Linked DNA regions of Bombyx mori: region 2 is linked to region 1. The links are chromatin contacts, called in public Hi-C maps. All regions are on one chromosome and are shown on one strand. The core of a region is the stretch at or near the end of the contact, and the rest is flanking DNA. Distances in the headings are between cores, read along the strand shown.

Region 1 (3,997 bases), core at 285-2,784:
AGACAGACTCAAATATAAACACATATGCGTGTATTACGTCAATATAATATATCGTGTGTCATCATGAACAATTAAGTTCACGGGAAAACCTGAGTAATTGTTTTAACGAAAATAGCCGAAATAATTCTTCGTAGAACGTTCTGTGTGTAAACATTTTTTTCGTTAAGCACTGTGGCAAAACTGTCGTCACCTGTTTGTGATGACACAGTAGAAAGAGAACAGCATAGCAACATTCGTTTGAGCGAAAGAGAAATAAAAACCTGTTTATTATTATATTTTACTAGTATTTATTAATTTACTAACTGACCCGGCAGACTTCGTAGTGCCTCAATCGATAAATAAAAGACTTTTGTATAAAATAAACTTAAAACAAACAAAAGGAATCCGTCCGACGCGACGGGGGACACATCAAAGGAAAAACAAAATTGTTATTTTTATTTAATTCCGATTTTCATATTTATCTAAGTACCTTTTAAACCTTCTCTGGACTTCCACAAATAATTCAAGACCAAAATTAGCCAAATCTGTGTAGCCGTTCTCGAGTTTTAGCGAGACTAACGACCAGCAATTCATTTTTATATATATAGAGATTGCATGTTTTTACTAACGATGTTTTTAAAATTTCACATTGCTATTGAAGTTTTGATCTAAAGCTTGTTTATGTATGTACATTAATTCATAATTACTCCCATAAAAAGTTCCGGGTAGGCTAGAAATGAAACTTGTCGTATTTTTAATAGGATTTTGTATTAAAATAACTGCAGGAATACCGAGTAAGCTTACTGTTAAATTTATACTACGAGGTAGATTAGCTGGCGCGTGCGCAGTATCGGATATGACGTCACAGCCGTAATAGCGGTTAGCGGTGCGCCAATCATTATGTCTGCGAGTTTCGTTCAATGCAGACGTGTTACTCGCACGATGATTGACGTTTGTCTGGCATAATATTGATGTTACGAAATTACTAGTCATGTCTTAACATATACTTTTTTATTTTTTATTGCTTAGATGGGTGGACGAGCTCACAGCCTACCTGGTGTTAAGCGGTTACTGGAGCTCATAGACATCTACAACGTAAGTGCGCTACCCACCTTGAGATATAAGTTCTAAGATCTCGTATAGTTACAACGGCTGCCCCACCCTTCAAACCGAAACGCATTACTGCTTCACGGCAGAAATAGGCAGGCAGAATATTCATCAAATTTAGTTAATCTATAAGTTCTGTTGTTTTATGTAAATATACGCTTTGTAGGTAAATATACCGTTAATCACGTCCGATATATTTTTTACTATATTATAACAATTTGGTTGTAGGAATGATTCGTTAAAAGCAACCAAAAATAACACTAAATATAAACATCATCAAAAAATCTATATGAAGCTCTAAATACATCAATAGCATTCACGACAGCGTCTTGTGACGTAGTTGGATCGCCCTGGAATCCCCCTATCCACCCCCATTATATTCCCTTCGGGGTATCGTCTCACGCGGTTTCCGCGATAGGAATAACGTACATGCCCTTTTGTATTCGATCGTCGAAAATATTCTATCATTTTTAGTCCCTTTCGGAGACCGCTTGGGCGTCAACATTGATATGGTACTGACGTATAATAATTGTTTCCTGGTATGGAACATCCCTTCGTGACACGAAAGAACGTGTACTGAATGGAAAAAATCTATTAATAAGGGATTCAGATATGTTCTTATCCAACTTATACATTTTTATATTTTTTTATTTTATTACTCGTGGACAGTACTTAACGGTAGGCAGGGGCTTCAATAAGCGACGGTCACCATCAGGTGGGCCGTATGTTCATCTGCTTGCAAGGGCAATAAAAAAAAGGATACCTTTAGGCCACAAGCTTTAGGATACACATTCACGTATCATCAGATGATTTTAACAACAACGATCAATTAAAAAATTTAAAATATCTTTGTCAAAATGATTTATTATTAAAACAAAAATCCACATTTGAATAAAAAAATTATCTATCTGTAAATGAAAATCCGAAAGACGTGCCGCTCGGCTTTGATAAAACAATCGATAGTATTAAACGCTCTTGACTCAAAAGCACTTGTAGGCAACGGGGTTAGAGAATTATAATCGGAAGTATTACAGACGTCACCCGTAAGTGGTGTCACAATCTTCGTATAGAGTACCAATTTATTTTATTCATGACACCAAGGGCGCGACGATTGCGCTATGTCAAATATACCGGTTCTCAAAATATAAATTACTTAAATTTATGAAATTATTTTCTCGTTTGGGTATTATTAGTATTTAGGAAAGAGAATCAAGTTTTCTAATAATATAGGTATAGGTCGTGCACTGAATAATTTTCATAATGAAAGAAGAAGATTGAGTAATCAAATCGAACCCGAGTCCCCAGTGACGACTTAAATTTTCGAAGTTTGGGACGACTTGGGTTTGGTGGTAGATTCTGCTAAGCACGGCTCTTGCTGGGGTTCGTATTAGCAACGTCGTCAGGTTTGAGCCCCGTGAGCTCACCTACTAGTTAAGGTTATGCTGAAATAGCCTTGTGGCGTTTATGAACGCACATTTTTATGATGCGTAAGCCAGAACGCACGAGATGTGGGAAAAAGAATATAGTCTGTGCCACGGGACCTTTTTACCGCCAAATATTTAAAACGTAAAAATAATTTATAATGTGTTAAATAACTAATATAATGTAATTATTTAGAATTATTTATGTAGCTACAACAATAAAATTTATATTGTTCCAACTGTGGTGTTAATTATATAAAACACGACTTTACGGCGAAATAAAGAAGGGACTCTATATGAACTCCCTTAGCCTCTTAAGGCTATCAGGTTAGGTAGGGGAAAAAAAGGTTTGGTCAGTCACCAACCACTATATTATGTTCGGCGAGGATAGGCGGTGTTCCTCTTGTGATGTCTGTAGCCTATTCAAGCTGATTGATAGCATAACTTTCAATCCCAAAAAGTACAGGTAAACGTATCAAGAATTTCTTAGACTTAATTTATCATACTAAAATACATCAGTTTTCGGGTATTTGCCCACCACTCTTTCCCACCACTGTAATTCCTGTGTATCCACAGCGGCGACCACACGAAAATACTCCGAACGATGAAGTTCGGGTTACCCGAAACAAAGCAGATGTATCTTGGATCGCGCAACGAATTAAATCAGGAGACCATAGTAAACGTAGAAATTTAGTTTCAGATTTCTAGCAAGGGATAATGGAAGCTGAAATGGGAGTTGGTCATAAAACTAAGAAAAGTAGCACTTTAGAGAAATTCAAAAATCAGGCACCACAGACCCATTATGAATATTATTTTTTTTAATATTTTTTTTTTTGTCGTACTGTTAAGATTTGAATTTAATCTATTTCTCCGTTGTTTGTAAAGTTGCTGTAACATGTCATAGTATGTTACAAGAGATTGCTGTACATGCCTGTAACTGGTATACATACCAGTACTTAATTTTATACATGTTAATTTTAAGCTTGAATGTTTTGTGTGTCAATACATGTTGTTGGTGTCTAAGTAAATAAATATATAAATTTATGTATGTATAGTATTTTCTTATTTTAATAAAATATAATTAAATTTACAGTTAATTTCGCTGTCGCCTATATTATTTTCAACGCTTCAAATACTTTACAATCTTCGTAGTCCCACGAACGACTAAACTGTTATTCGTCGACATGTCCATATTGTTCTAACTACCGCCTTATTTTTATAGTTTATTTAATGACCACTAAAACTGTTGTAAACTCCACTGCCAACAGCCAGGAAATAATACACAGACTGCAGTAGTTTACTTAATTCTGTAGTGATTTATTTATAATTCAACTTTTTTCACAAATTTTTAGGTACATGTTCTCTACAAAGTACGCAGCCTCACGTTATTTTTCCGACTACCTGCCCTTTACCTCTCCTTTTTCTCCTTAGGCTGGTAATAGTAGCCCTAGCAAGAACAGTGCTTCGCAGAATCTACCATCGGTATCGGA
Region 2 (3,935 bases), core at 591-3,090, 63 kb after region 1:
ACCTCACAAATCAGATGGCTATTGTCTTCGGCGTGGGCGTGAGCATCCGACTTCGTAAGTTCTTGACGACGAGCCATCATTAATCATTGCCAGTAGCCACTGACAATAGATATTGGGTCAAACTATGGGAAAATCAATTTACACTAAGCCTTCAAAGCTTAGACAACAGAATGACAAGTCATTAGGTAACAATCGAATATCATTTACCTTCCAAAACATATATGTTCAAAGCATCACATAATGGGAAGTGGAAATGGAAAGTTAAGAGATTTTATTAGTGATTTTAATTACATCTCACCATCTGAGGTATTAGATATGAAGTACATAATATATTTTTCTTAATGAACCGAAACAAAAGCAATTATTAGCAGCTTAATTCATGTATTTAATCATCAACATCTAGTAATATATAAAAATTGAAATGTTTTATTTATTTGTTTAATTAGTTGCACCAACAAAGTTACTCACCAATTCAGGGCATCGATAAAATGATAAGAAGGTATGCTATAAATGTCACCTTAATTATAGGCACAAACGACAGGGCTATAGATGAGAAGATATTGAAATTAGAAACAAGAATAATTGCATAATAATACAATTTAAAAAATTCAAACTACTCTCATTATTTTGCAGTGCTTACCATGATCAGAGTGAAACTAATCTTAAATTCAAGCTAAGTATAATCATGAAATAAAATTTTTGATCAATAAAAAGTTCCTACAGAAAATGATATTGTCATGTAACATATTGAATTAAATTCATGTAACAGTTTGAAACATTTATCCATTAGAGCTTCATATAATTTTGATATATTTTTACCTAAGGCTAATTATGACTTGCTATTCGAAAATTAAGGATAAATGAAAATTTAGGATAAATGAATAAAAATAAATTAAATTGCCTGGATTCATGATTTTAAGGATGATTGTACAATAAATGTTATTTACTGGAAATCTCAGTTGTTTTAAAATTATTTTTATACTAAGTAATATAGATTTAAATTTTATTTTGTATAGCACTCCAACATATTAATTGATGGTTTATAAATAAAAAAAATCTTAATAAGAAATGATTAGCGGTCACTAGCTTTGCAGTCTTTCAAAAGTACATCACTTGGTCTTTAGACATAAGTATCTTTTTTATTAATTATCAATGAAAATTATGTATACGCATGTACTAACCCAATGAAATACTTCCCCATTTGGACCCAACAACAGCTAACTAAAAATATCGCAAAAGACGTCGATCTCAAAACTAAATATTTAAACTAATTAGGAAATACAACACAAAGTACAAAGCGCACAATTTTATTCATGTAAAGCTGTAAATACCAAGATTTGGGCTAGATAAGGTATTCTAACGGAAATAGAATTTAATTCAACGGACTTAAACACTTGGTTCAACTTTTGAAACTTGTTTTATAGTCTTAGCGGTTTTTAATAGTGACAGTAGATTTTTATAAATTTTGTTTATGAATATCAGTAGTCATAACAATACAGTAATGTAGACAAAAGGGGGTAAATATCGATCATACTCACCATAACACGATTCGCCGGTAACTCGAAGATCGTAACGCTTAACGCGTTTTGAGTCACAATTTACCACACAAACGTTCACTAAAACTCACATCACACACTTCACTTATATTTACAACTGCAAAATCGTATTCTCTGAACAAATTTCAGTCACTAAACGTGAAGAATTACACTTTCACAACATTCACCGAACGAATCTCGATATCCGACTGTCACAACACAATTTCAAACGCGAGCGACAACAGACTGACTAAAGGCGAAATTCATTCACCCTACCGCAAACGCGACTACTCTGCTATTGACTCCGTTACTTTTACTATAATGCGGCAAAATTGAAATGACGTTGAAGGCCTCCAAATGTTTCTTAGCCCGAGAACCTCTTATTAAAGAGAGTTGTGTGCAACGCCATCTGCTTACTATTTCAAAACAAATAAAGCGATTGTACTGCCATCTTTTGAAAAGTTGTTATTACGTTTGTAGCTGTCGGAGCTGTCGACATCTTTCATGTTACATTATAAAATATAATTAGTTAAGAGGTGCTTTCAGAGATGGCGCTTTAAGCAAGTCACTGCGTTCCAACAAAATTAAATCTGATCTAATTTTACGATAATTATTATCGTTTCAGCTCCGAGAATTTTTTTTGGTATGAAGGCATTACTATTAACCCGTAGGCTATTCCAACTTTTCTTTAAACTTTAATAATACTTTTCAATCTTTTCACTTTTTTTTTACCTATTTCATTATCTCTTTTGTTTTTTTTATTGACATTTAAAAATTAAAAAATAGTGGATGCTAATAATGTTTGTCAACTAAACAAAAAGAGAGAATCGGTTGATAAACAGATGAGAAAATAGTACTCGCTTATACGTATTTACATTTGATCGATAAAATTATTATCTTTTTTTTATTGCTTAGATGGGTGAACGTGTTGACAGCCCACCTGGTGTTAAGTGGTTACTGGAGCCCATAGATATCTACTACGTAAATGCGCTACCCACCTTTAGATATAAGTTCTAAAGTCTCAGTATAGATACAACGGCTGCCCCATCCTTCAAACCGAAACGCATTACTGCTTCACGGCAGAAATAGACAGGTGGTGGTACCTACCCGTGTGGACCCATAAGAGGTCCTACCACCAGTAATGAGTGCCCTGTGACAGATTTTTCTTCAAACGAAGCTAGGCATGGACCCATAATACTGCTGACGTCCATGAATAATAGTGAGCGCTCATTACCAGGTGGATCGTATGCTGGCCAAAGATGATAAATGATGAAAGACAAAGGACAAAAGCGCCTTTTCATGTTCACGATTTTGTGACTTATTGTAATATATTGTTCTGATATCCATTGTTGTTTTTTGAAACCTTTAAATGTAACCAACTATGTAATTGACAATAAAATATTGTTAAATGTTTCAATCCGTATTGCACAATCAAAACATATTATGATCTTTGTTACGCCGGTATATTATATCCTATTTGTTACGGTTTAACTATTAATCTTTTTTTATTGCCCTTGTAGGCAGACGAGCATACGGCCCACCTGATGGTGAGTGGTTACCGTCGCCCATGGACTTCAGCAGTGCCAGGGGCAGAGCCAAGCCGCTGCTTACCGCTTAATACTCTCCACAAGCCTCGTTTGAAGAAGGACATGTCATAACGCTCGGGAAACACCGTGGAGGGGAGCTCATTCCATAGCCGGATGGTGCGTGGCAAAAAAGACCTCTGGAAACACACTATGGATGACCGCAGTGGCTCCAGGTAGTATGGATGAACTCTACTCCGGTGGCGGGCGGTGCGATGGTAAAAACGAGATGCCGGTATCATCTCGAACAATTCCTCAGAGCACTCCCCGTGGAACATACGGTACAAAATACAGAGGGAACCGAAGTCCCTTCGCAGACCCAGAGGTTCCAAACGATCCGTGAGAATGGGATTTATCTTTGTCCTCGTTTAATTGCAATTTGAGTGCATTCATTCTATTTCGACCTTAAACTCTAGACGTTTTTCACTGTGTTATATCGCAACTGCATGAATATTGCCCAAAACACGTCATTATGGATCCTCCTGATCCATTAACGGTGCTTTTAGGTTACAAGCACCGGTCACTGTAACCCGTCGAACCCGTCGCTTGCGATGAAGGGCTCGACGAGCGAATTAACCAACAGACACAACCCACTGAGTTTCTTACTGGATCTTCTCAGTGGGTCGCGTTTCCGATCCGGTGGTAGATTCTGCGAAGTACTGCTCTTGCTAGGGCCAGTGTTAGCACCACTCCGGTTTGAACCCCGTGAGCTCACCTACACGTTAGGGCGAAGCTGATATAGTCTCTCAAGGCCAGCATAGGTAGGATTAAAAAAAAATGAATCATAAATAACGAGATGTTACCGCGGAACGTTTAA

Evidence for each region. Hi-C and Micro-C count contacts between places; a contact is called where the count stands out from the background.
Region 2: a contact with region 1 is called in a Hi-C map of whole pupa, with 2.0 times the contacts expected there. The contact joins the promoter of LOC101744693 here to the enhancer-like site in region 1. A contact is called at or near these places in 2 of 7 Hi-C or Micro-C datasets (midgut and whole pupa).

The regions. Positions count from the first base shown.
Region 1 is chr27:6,348,252-6,352,248 of ASM3026992v2, forward strand. The region is part of intron 2 of LOC101744693 (IQ motif and SEC7 domain-containing protein 1); the gene reads right to left. Among protein-coding and RNA genes, the nearest start is that of Mir2778a-4, 37 kb to the left of the region's middle. Within about 2 kb of position 1,535, at least 8 of the 8 cell types and tissues checked have open chromatin away from gene starts, as enhancers often do.
Region 2 is chr27:6,410,815-6,414,749 of ASM3026992v2, forward strand. It overlaps LOC101744693 (IQ motif and SEC7 domain-containing protein 1), which reads right to left and starts at 1,841. Exons shown (of 23, transcript XM_021346151.3): 1 at 1,539-1,841.